3 separate regions of the Mus musculus genome follow, and regions 2 and 3 are each linked to region 1. A link is a contact called in public Hi-C and HiChIP or PLAC-seq data. All regions are on one chromosome and are shown on one strand. The core of a region is the stretch at or near the end of the contact, and the rest is flanking DNA. Distances in the headings are between cores, read along the strand shown.

Region 1 (3,493 bases), core at 412-2,911:
TTACAGCTGTAGTATAAAATAGTCACCAGGAATCCCTACGTGTGCCTGAGAAAATGGGGGCTGGCAATAGCTTTAGCCAGATGGGGACTGGACAGATCAGGCACACATTTCCTCTGCACATTTTGGCTCATAGACCTGCATGTGTATAAAAAAGAAGTCAGTGCTCACTTTTTGTATTTAAATATTAAAAGAACCCCAACTGAGGGGAAAAAAAAAAAAAAGGAAATTCCAACTTCTTTGGAGTAATTTAGCCAAGAGAAAACCCTTGGTCTATATGTGATGGTTTCTATTCCATTGAGAACTTTAAGAAATTTAAGTTTTTATTTAAAGTTTAAAATAGAGACATTAGGCTCAATATTTACCTATTTGGTGAATAGGTTCTTTCTGAGGGACTGTTTGTATGTTGATTGCATTATAGATGTTTATTAACTAAGTTAGGGTTTCTAGTGTTGTGAAGAAACACCATGACCAAAAAGCAAGTTGTGGAGGAAAGGGTTAATTTGGCTTACACTTCCACATCACTGTTCATCATTAAAGGACATTGGACAAGAATTCAAACAGGGCAGGATCTTGGAGGCAGGCGCTGATGCAGAGGCCATAGAGGGATGCTACTTACTGGCTTGATCAGGCTGCTTTCTTAGAGAACACAGACCACCCACCCACAATGGGGTGGGCCCTCCCCCATTAATAACTAAGAAAAGGACTTATGTTTGGATCTTGAGACATTTTCTCAGTTTCCCCCTTTTAGATAACTCTAGCTTGTGAGACTAGCCAGCACATTTATGTAACAACTTAGAGACATCCTCAGTGGGAGACACAGGAAAGGATGGTGGTAGGTATCTGAGTTACTTTTCCAGTGCTGTGATAAGCCACATGGCCAAGGTGCCTTATAAAAGAATGCATGTAATTAGGCTTATAGTTCCTGAGGGTTAGAGTCCATGATGGAAGTGCGAAGGCTGAGACATTGCATCTCAAACCAGAGAACCCGTGGGAGTGGCAGAAGTCTTAAAATCTCAAGCCTACTCAGATGACACACCTCCAAATCCTTCCCAAACAGTTCTACTGACCGAGGATAAAGTATTCAAGCCTATGAGCTTGAATAGGGGGTCACTTTCATTCAAACCACCACAGGAGAGAAGGAAACACCAGTGGTGGTGGTTCTAATTTCAGTCTTTTAAACGTTCAGATAGTGTTGGGTTGACTCCCCAATTACAAGCACTCTCAACAACACATCCCATTTAGGTCTGTATATTTTTACACCACAGCCCTTTCAGTTAAAACAAAGAATTTAGATAATTAGACTTAGACTTATAATGAACATTTCAACTGAAATTAAAAGGATAAAAAAATAGAACCCTCCAATTGGTACAAAAATAAAAACAATAAAGTTTTGTCTCTGGGTGATTTTTCTCCCCTCAATCTCGTCATTTTAATTTACTTTGTGTGTGTTTTATATGCTAATCAGCAGAGTAGTACACCTCTATAATATTCATATATATGAATAGCCATTTATTTAGAGCATGCTCAAAATATTTTTACCATCAGGATGCATTATCTATCAAACTTGTTTAGACACTTTTTGCTCTTTCAGAGGCTCTGGGCTAGGTCCTATCACCTACACTGTGGCTTACAACCTTCAGAGGCACCCAGTTCTATGGGCTCCAGTGCCCTTTTCTAACCTCTGTGGGTACACAGGCATACACGTGATACATGCACATGTCTAGGCAAAACGCTCATACACGTTAAAAAAAAAATACTGTTTAGAGACCAGTGAACTAGATTAATGATCTCTTGTTGACTTTTTGTCAACAAACAGACAAGAAAAGCCCTGTTTTTTCTGTTATTTAAAACCAGAGTCATGCTACCAACATTCCCTGGGCCTGAGTCATCATTGTTAATGTTCACATTTGAGCTTGTTACTTTAACATGGACTTGGAAAGAAATAGCAGGAAATGTGCACTTCACAGTGACTCAGACAACCTACCCTCCTGCTCTGGGCTGGGATCCAAACCCTGAAATTTGCAGGTTCAACTGGAAATTTCCCATATTACTCAGGATTTGAACAGCTTACACCTGACTTGGGAACACCTCCCCCCTCCCTTTTATTTTCTCTCTAGGCAAAGGCAAACATCCACGAGGAACACTGGGACCCCAAGGCATTTTACTGATGCACTTTAAATGAACCATCCAGGATCATGGAGTTTGCTGGTGGCACCTCAGGGACCAGGACTATGCAGTCCCTTGGCCTCCAAGACCCTCTTTCAGCGGCTGAGGTGGGGGGAGGCACCATGAGAAACATGGAGATTTTGGCTGGTGATGAAACAGGACTAGATAATGTCTGGCCACTCAGTGATCCCAGACAGTATTTAAACAGAAATCTCCAGCGCACACTGATTTGGGCTTCTGTATGGGATACAATGGGGAAGATTTACGGGATCACCAGTGCTGGAAAGTTGCTTCATACAGCCATGTCTCTGGAGACTGGGGAGCTTGCTTAAAGCTTTCCCAGACTGAAGTCTTTGTCCTGGATGGAGAACTTGAAAATCTAGCTCTTCCACTGGTGCCAAATGTTCTGACAAATACTGAAGGAATAAAAGGTCTGAAATGAAAGCGGGTAAGGCATACTGGAAACTCAAGAGAAGTGTGTGTGTGTACTTGTGCATGACAAGTGAGTGTATTTGTGCACGACAACATGAGTGTATGTCTGTGTGCACATGTGCATGAACATGAGTGTGTCTCTTTCTTTGTGTGTCTCTTTCTTTGTGTGCATTTGTGTTTCTGTGTGCATGTGTGTGCACATGTGTATGCGTGTGTCTGAGTGCACGCCAACAGTGCTCATTGCTGTATCTTTAGTACTTGGAGCAGCACCTGCTGTATAGGAAGTCATGAATGATAGTCTAGATATGAATAGTTGGGACTCTATGTCTATTTTATGACACTCTGTCAGAAAATGTCATGAATGGAACAACCTGAGAAGAGGGGAGAGATGAATAAAGAACAAGTTTCTAATCTGCTAATGCTGGGCTTGTGGGTGGCCAGGGAGTTGAGCTAGAAAACCCACTGCAAGAGGAAATGAGAACCATGGAGAGACACTCCAGTCTTCTCTCAGTGCTTTAAGCGGCCCATGGGCTGTATTGTATCTACAGGAGGCCTTGGAGAAACTTGCTTTTCTTTCAAGTTTTCCCTTGGCTTCTAGGGTTTCTACTGCCACCTTTGAATCTGTTGGGTAGTATTGGGGACATGACACTGGCCTCTGTGGAGGACAGTGTGATAGATCTAACTCCTTGGCCCTTGCATGTCACTTCCTCCTGGACCCAGCCTCCTCATGCGTGAGGCGGAAGTATTACTTTCTTCTTCCCATGCAAGGTTGGGGTGAAGACAGAATGGTCCTGATGGTGAGAACGTTCAGACGTTACAAACCCTCTGTGTGTGCGTTTAGAGGATAGGCTTGCCTCTATTCAGATTAGCCTGACAGCTTTGACCTGGAGCAGTA
Region 2 (3,177 bases), core at 598-3,097, 170 kb before region 1:
GCATCTGTGTGTGCATTTGTGTGTGTGCTGTATGAATGTGTGTGTGCTGTATGCATGTGTGTGTTATATGAATGTATGTGTTGTATGCATGTATGCTTATGTGCTATATGCATGCATGTGTGTGTCTCTGTGTGTATGTGCACGCGTGTATGTATGTGTGCAAGCCAGAGGAAAGCCTCATTTGTCATTCCTTAGGTACTGTACTGGCTAGTTTTGTGTCAACTTGACACAGCTGGAGTTATCACAGAGAAAGGAGCTTCAGTTGAGGAAATGCCTCCATGAGATCCAGCTGTGGGGTATTTTCTCAATTAGTGATCAAGGGGGAAAGGCCCCTTGTGGGTGGGACCATCTCTGGGCTGGTAGTCTTGGTTCTATAAGAGAGCAGGCTGAGCAAGCCAGTAAGTAATATCCCTCCATGGTCTCTGCATCAGCTCCTGCTTCCTGACCTGTTTGAGTTCCAGTCCTGATTTCCTTGGTGATGAACAGCAGTGTGGAAATGTAAGCTGAATAAACCCTTTCCTTCCCAACTTGCTTCTTGGTCATGATGTTTGTGCAGGAATAGAAACCCTGACTAAGACAGGTACCATCCTCCCTCTTTTGTTATCACATTTATTTGTTCATTTATATTCAGTGTGTGTGTATGTGTGTGTGAGAGAGTGTGTGTCTGTATCTGTGTGTGCATGTGCACATGCCACATCATGTGTGTAGAGGTCAGAGGTCTACTTGAGAGCGCTGTCTCTCTCCTACCACTTGGAGCCTGGGGTTAAAACTTAGATCACTGGGGTTGGGGGCAAGCACTTCCCCATCCCCTTACTGGTCCCACCTTCTTTCTGAGACAACTTCTTACCTTTCACTGAACTTGAACTTAGACTAGGCTGGCTGGTAAGTGAGTCCCAGAAATCCCTCTGTTGAGGATTACAAATACACACTACCAAACCTGTCTCTGGCTTAAAAACAAAACAAAACAAAACAAAACAAAACAAAACAAAACAAAACAAAACAAAAACCTCTTGGGATCAAACACAGGTCTTCATGCTTGCAAGGCGAGCTCTTTACCAATTAAGCTGTCTCCCCAGTCCCCAAGCTGAAATGAATAGATTTCCTTTGGGTCGTTTCTCTAACTGAACTGGGTAAAAGGAAACAGGTTCCTGAAGCACAGCAGAAGCAGCTTTTGCTTTGATTAGGAAGTTGGGGAAGTGAGTAAGGGAACCAACTGGATGCTGCAGGGAGATTGCTCAACTTCCCAAGTGCCCTGATTCACTCACATTAGACTATGTTCTGTGACCTTTTGACATGGGGATGCTCAGCTCTTTATCAATAAAATGGGGTCAATATAACAGCTCTTATTGTTGGACTGAGTTGAGTCAATGAGATCAGGACCTATCAGATACTGGGGAATGCTGGGAGAACAATAGCTATCAGTGAATTAATGATTGGTGTTTTAGTGTCTTAGGACAATGAGGAGACATCGAGAAAGGGACAGAGAGGAAGATGCCACATTTTTAAAGGTTGTATAGAATTTCCTGATAAAATATGACAAATGAAAACCATTCTTGATGGTTGAGTCTGGTTCTAATTAGCCTCTTCAGAATGTGACAGCGTCCATCGGAAGAATTTGCGGTGGAGGGATTGCCTCTCCTCCGGAAGTGTTGGGTTCTGGGAAATGTCCACTGGCAGAGGAATTGACAAGGCTAGACACTGAGCCTTCTCTAAGGTCATCCCTGGTGCTCCCTCCTCCCCACCTCCCAGCCACCACAGCCATCCAGCTCACTGCCACACTAGCCTCTGTTTCCCAGCACTTTTGTTTCCAAGTGACCATCAGTACAGCTAATACCAAAGCAGCCTTTGAAAGTTCTGTATGAAGTGCCCAGATTGCCATGGAAACAAAGGGAGCAGTGGTGGAGCCCTGGGGAGGAGGAGGTATCCTTTGTTTAATTGCTGATGAAGATTCGTGAGGGGAAAGGAAATTTCAGGTCTGGGGAAAGGAGAGATCTGTTCACCAGGAGGAAGTAGAAAGTTGGGAACTGCACCCTGGGGGTGGAGGAGCCACCCCAGACAGCACTGTTGCAATCGCTGGCTCTCTGGAGGCATTTTGATTAGAGAGTTTAATGAACAGGACTGTCAGATTCCTGCTAGAGTGGAGAAAAGGCTTGGGTTACAGCGACTATTAAGAGATTAAACAGAGCCTCTGGGGGTGGGGTACAGTACATTTAGTGTATATGCTTCTTGGCTCCATTTTAAATCCCTTTAAATGCATTACCTGTAGTTTCATTAAGGATTAGATCAGAATGTAGAGTGTTTCCTAAATTTTGGAGAACTGAAGTCAATTCAGGTTTATTACCCCCTCTTGCTTTTGAAAATCACCCCCCCTCTTCCAGGTATCCAACCACAGCACAAATTGCACAGTGTTCTAATACCCGTAACACCTGTATTCCATAACGCTCATTTAAAGCTTGACCGTGTGGCAGAGAACGAAGTCATTCTCGATCTGAAAACTACGCTCTCGTTCAAAATGTTCCAGGTAAAGACTACAGGCCTCTAGAATTAATTTCTGTAGAAACTATGGCAAAACAAAACAAAAATAAAGGAAGCAATTTGTAAAAGCTGTAGGTTATTAAGGGTTGACAAGGAAAGTGTTCTTGTATATAATTTCAAGACACACCTAACTGTAACCATCTAGTTACAGAGCTAGGGAGAGAGTAACCTTAATTCTTCTTAAAGATTAAGAGGAGAAGAAAATAAAGTATAATACCCATCAGGACGAGTTGGTGCTTGGTGTTATGATGGTGTTATTTCCAGTAACTAGCTGAGCCCAGATTCTGTTTTATGACTCATTCCTCATCTGCAAAGGGCTCTTGACCTGACAGCAAGACTCAGAGTGTAAAAACAGAGCACAGGCTCTCCTCAGGCTGGAGAATAATTGGTGTCAGAAAAGACCACTCAGTCCACAGCCACCCAATGTGCAGGTGAGGTGTCATGGCAAACAAAATAAAACGCATCTGATAAGTATAGCTTCTGGAAGCCCAAATGAAAAAAAAATGTAAAAATTTATTACTTGTCTTACTGCTAACAAAACCCTTTTTAAAAAATCTATGTGTACATGTGTGTTTGTGTGTGTTTTCTCTGGCTTAGAGATGCTTACAAAATCCAGAAGAGGATGTTGGGTCCTCTGGACCT
Region 3 (3,494 bases), core at 473-2,972, 190 kb before region 1:
ATGTGTGTGAGCATATCACATGTGTGTGAGCATATCACAGGTGTGTGAGCATATCATATGTGTGCACACATGTGAGCATATCACATGTGTGTGAGCATATCACATGTGTGTGAGCATATCACATGTGTGTGAGCATATCACATGTGTGCTTGAGCAACACACAGAAGATGAGTATTACTTGGTGAGGAGCTTGAGGGTTTGCAGAGAAGGAAGCAATCACCTTCCAGGAAGCCAGGAGCTCACAGGGAGGCAGGCAGGAGAGAAGGAAAGTGCTGAGAGGAACAGCCAAGGCAGCTGGCCACAGCGGGGCTGAGGAGCCGAGCTCTGCAGCCCTCCCCAGTACAGCTCCTTCTGTACACAGGATGCAGAATAATGCCGTGTGACCCCCATGCCTGCCCATGGTGTACCTGGACCAAGAGAGGTTGAGTTGAGTGGAATACAAATGAGTTGCCAGCTTTAGGTTTGCAAGTGACAAATGAATCTCAAGTGTCCTTCAGGCTAATCAAAATCTCTCGATCGGAGAAGTGGCAGTCATCACGATTTCATTACCTCTGACTTCTGCAAAAAGCTTTAATTTGGGTTCTTCATATATTATTATATAAATTAATGATTACCAACAGCTTCCATTTCCAGACTTTAACTCTCCTACCTATATAGCCACCAACTTCTGTCTATTGGGCAGATACTGGAAGACCAACAGAGATAGCTGAGCACAATGATTGTATCCCTTGTCCATGAAGTACTCAATGACACAAAAAACCAACAACGTCTTAGTTACTTTTTTTCCTCCTCTGACAAACTCTATAAAGCAACTTACATAAGAAAAAAGTATTTAATTTGGGCTTACAGTTTCAGGGGGTTAGAGTCCATGATGGTGGAACATAGGAATAGCTGAGAGCTTACAGTGTGATCAGAAAGTAGAAGGGGGGTGGAGAGGGAAAGGGGAGAGGGGAGAGGAGAGAGGGAGACACAAGAGACAAGAAGACTCTTTTGAAACCTCAACTCTCATACCCAGCAATACACCCCCTTCTACAAGGCCACACCCCTTAATCTTTCCCAAATAGTTCCATAAGATGGGGACCAAGTATTCAAATATATAAGCCTATGGAGGCCATTCTCATTCAAACCACCACAGAGAGCAACCTTTATATTCTAAATCCAGAGGCGAGTTTGCTGGGATTCTAAGAATGCTTACACCGTGCATGTGGAGCGGTGCACAGCGTGAGCTGGCAGTGCAGATGGAGAAGGAAAACAGAGTCTTGCTGATCAGCTACCACCAGCCCTTGGGCACCCAGCCCTGTGTTCTAACAGTCATTGCTCATGACACAGTGATGCTGAGGTTACAGTTGTGTTACATCAGTGCTAACAATTTGCCTATTTTATTTTTGGCTCCTGGAATAACTTAGCCCTTAGCCAAGCATATGTGATGGTGTTTCTTTTCTCTTTTCCGTGGGGCTGGGGAGGTTGTGTAGCTGTTAGTGATTTGAATATATAGGAAATGTTATTCTTGCAGCCTTGATAGTCAGGGCAAATTGTAAAATAGAAATTTTTGTGAGATTTCAAAGATGAGGATTATTTTGATAACATCATTTACTGATTTAAAAGATGTGATTACCCCAACTCTACTGAGGAGGAAACCTACTGAATAACATAACATAACTTGGGATATGTGTTTTACATCAGTTTAAAAACAACAATGAGACTGTGACTCATCTGGCACTGTTTTCAGATGGCTCATGTTTGAGGAAAAGAACGAGTTTAATTGCCTTTTAATCCACCTCCCCAACCCACACAACAGGGACTGAACCCTGGGCTTGCTAGACAAGTGCTCTGACTCCAACCTGAGTCTGCAGCCCTGGGTTTTCCCATCCTTTTGAGGTGTGAGGGAAAACCCTCTACTCTGTCCCCATCTCCCATGTAAGAGATCAGGGATAGCCAGACTTGAGGGTGAAGGGGGAAAAAATTCAACTTTGATTTGTGTGTGTTTCATTTAGTTTCAGTACGAAGCTGAAACTATTTCTTCCTTTCCCCTCCACCTTCCCTCTGTCTGTCTCTCTCTCTTCCTCCCTTACTCCTTCCCTCTCTCTCGCTCTTTCCTTCCCTCTTTTCCTCTCTTTCTTTCTTTCTTTCTTTCTTTCTTTCTTTCTTTCTTTCTTTCTCTCTCTCTCTCTCTCTCTCTCTCTCTCTCTCTCTCTCTCTCTCTCTCTCTCCGTCTCTTTCTTTCTTTCTTATTGACTCACTGGCCTTAAACTTGTAATCCCCCTGCTTTAATTTCATCCCAAGTGCTGAGACATCTCTAAGTGCAGAATACAGTGCTAACTATAGGCACAATGCCATATACCAGATCTCTTTGTGCCCATTTTTAAGTCTAAGCTGCACTCAGCATATTATCAGTACATATAAGTGAGTCATAGATAAACAGTCACAGTGCTAAGGGTGTACCTCAGTGGTACAGGGCATGGCCAGGACCTCGGCATCCATACCTGGAGCTACCATTGATTCAGTAGCTTGCATATCCAGGCTCTCCCTGAGGTCCCATAAGAGGGACCTCATGCTTAGGTGAACAGCTCCGTATGTCTTCTGCAGGAGGCACCCAGAGGTATGAGTCCTGTCACACTCCGTGCTGGGAAGCACTGGTTACTGTGCCAGGACACTGTGCTTTAATTGTCCAGGTAGAACTGTCTAGTCCTGACCATTGAGCATTGACCCTCTCAGAATCATGGCTGATCTTCTGCAATCCTCTTCACCTTACCCCCTCACCTCTAGGGTCTGGGACACTGCCCCCCACCTCCTGTCTCCTCACGGCTCCCAGCGACCTCCCTATCCTTGCTAGCTCAGGTTTCCCCTCCAACCCCAAAGGAGCTTCAGGATATCAAAAGTTCATCTTGTGGCTCAGTGTCGTCATTCCCCCAATGACTGTCACCCAGATTTTGAAGGAAGAATAACATGGTGATAGCTGCTGTGGCAATATTAGGTGCCCTGTACTTTACAATGTAAAGTGCCGGATGTGGCACTCAGTGGCTGTATGTGGCAAGATAATTAGAGGCAAGATAATTGAGGCAGAGAGCTGAGGTTCAGCATCTGATCTGGAACTGCAAACAATGGCCCACCAGCATCAAGTGTTGGGGTCTTGCTGCTCCCCCACCTGCTTGTTGTTTCAAAGCAGGACCTCATGTAACCCAGGCTGTCCTTGAACTCACTAAGCAGAAAGGCATGATATTAAATGCCTTTAGGCCTTTAGGTATGATCCTCCTACCTTTAGGTCCCCGGTGTTGGCACTACAGGCATTCACCATCACAGCTGGTGTGTGCTGCTGGATAGCAAACTCAGCTTCATGTGTGCTTAGAGAGCATTCTATCAGTCAAGCTATATCCTTGACCACCCCTTCAGCCACACGGGCCCAATGGTACATCAGTGTCAAATCATTCCTCGAAAGCTCTTGCTGGGTGAGAAGTGACCCTCGTCCCTCTCCATAGCAAGCCAGATAAGGTACA

What was found. Hi-C and Micro-C count contacts between places; a contact is called where the count stands out from the background. HiChIP or PLAC-seq counts read pairs in DNA pulled down with a chosen protein or histone mark.
Region 2: a Hi-C map of the N1E-115 cell line shows a contact between it and region 1, with 2.2 times the contacts expected there. The contact joins two enhancer-like sites. A contact is called at or near these places in 1 of 15 datasets of contacts at CTCF or cohesin (the NIH/3T3 cell line), 2 of 484 Hi-C or Micro-C datasets (the N1E-115 cell line and embryonic fibroblasts) and 1 of 115 datasets of contacts at active chromatin or transcription factors (embryonic stem cells).
Region 3: a contact with region 1 is called in a FOXA1 HiChIP or PLAC-seq map of pancreatic cancer cells. The contact joins two enhancer-like sites. A contact is called at or near these places in 2 of 15 datasets of contacts at CTCF or cohesin (the NIH/3T3 cell line and embryonic stem cells), 12 of 484 Hi-C or Micro-C datasets (the AML12 cell line, the N1E-115 cell line, adipose-derived mesenchymal stem cells and 7 more), 4 of 115 datasets of contacts at active chromatin or transcription factors (the NIH/3T3 cell line, embryonic stem cells, fibro-adipogenic progenitors and 1 more) and 1 of 9 other capture datasets (embryonic stem cells).

What each region holds. Positions count from the first base shown.
Region 1 is chr2:5,284,705-5,288,197 of GRCm38.p6, forward strand. No RefSeq gene overlaps it. Among named protein-coding and RNA genes, the nearest start is that of Gm23118, 26 kb to the left of the region's middle. Within about 2 kb of position 1,662, at least 92 of the 459 cell types and tissues checked have an H3K27ac peak or open chromatin away from gene starts, as enhancers often do. A contact at or near this core is called in the N1E-115 cell line, embryonic fibroblasts and pancreatic cancer cells, where this site is marked.
Region 2 is chr2:5,115,249-5,118,425 of GRCm38.p6, forward strand. No RefSeq gene overlaps it. Among named protein-coding and RNA genes, the nearest start is that of Gm39755, 13 kb to the left of the region's middle. Within about 2 kb of position 1,848, at least 49 of the 459 cell types and tissues checked have an H3K27ac peak or open chromatin away from gene starts, as enhancers often do. A contact at or near this core is called in the N1E-115 cell line, where this site is marked.
Region 3 is chr2:5,093,784-5,097,277 of GRCm38.p6, forward strand. No RefSeq gene overlaps it. Among named protein-coding and RNA genes, the nearest start is that of Gm39755, 7.9 kb to the right of the region's middle. Within about 2 kb of position 1,723, at least 28 of the 459 cell types and tissues checked have an H3K27ac peak or open chromatin away from gene starts, as enhancers often do. A contact at or near this core is called in embryonic fibroblasts and pancreatic cancer cells, where this site is marked.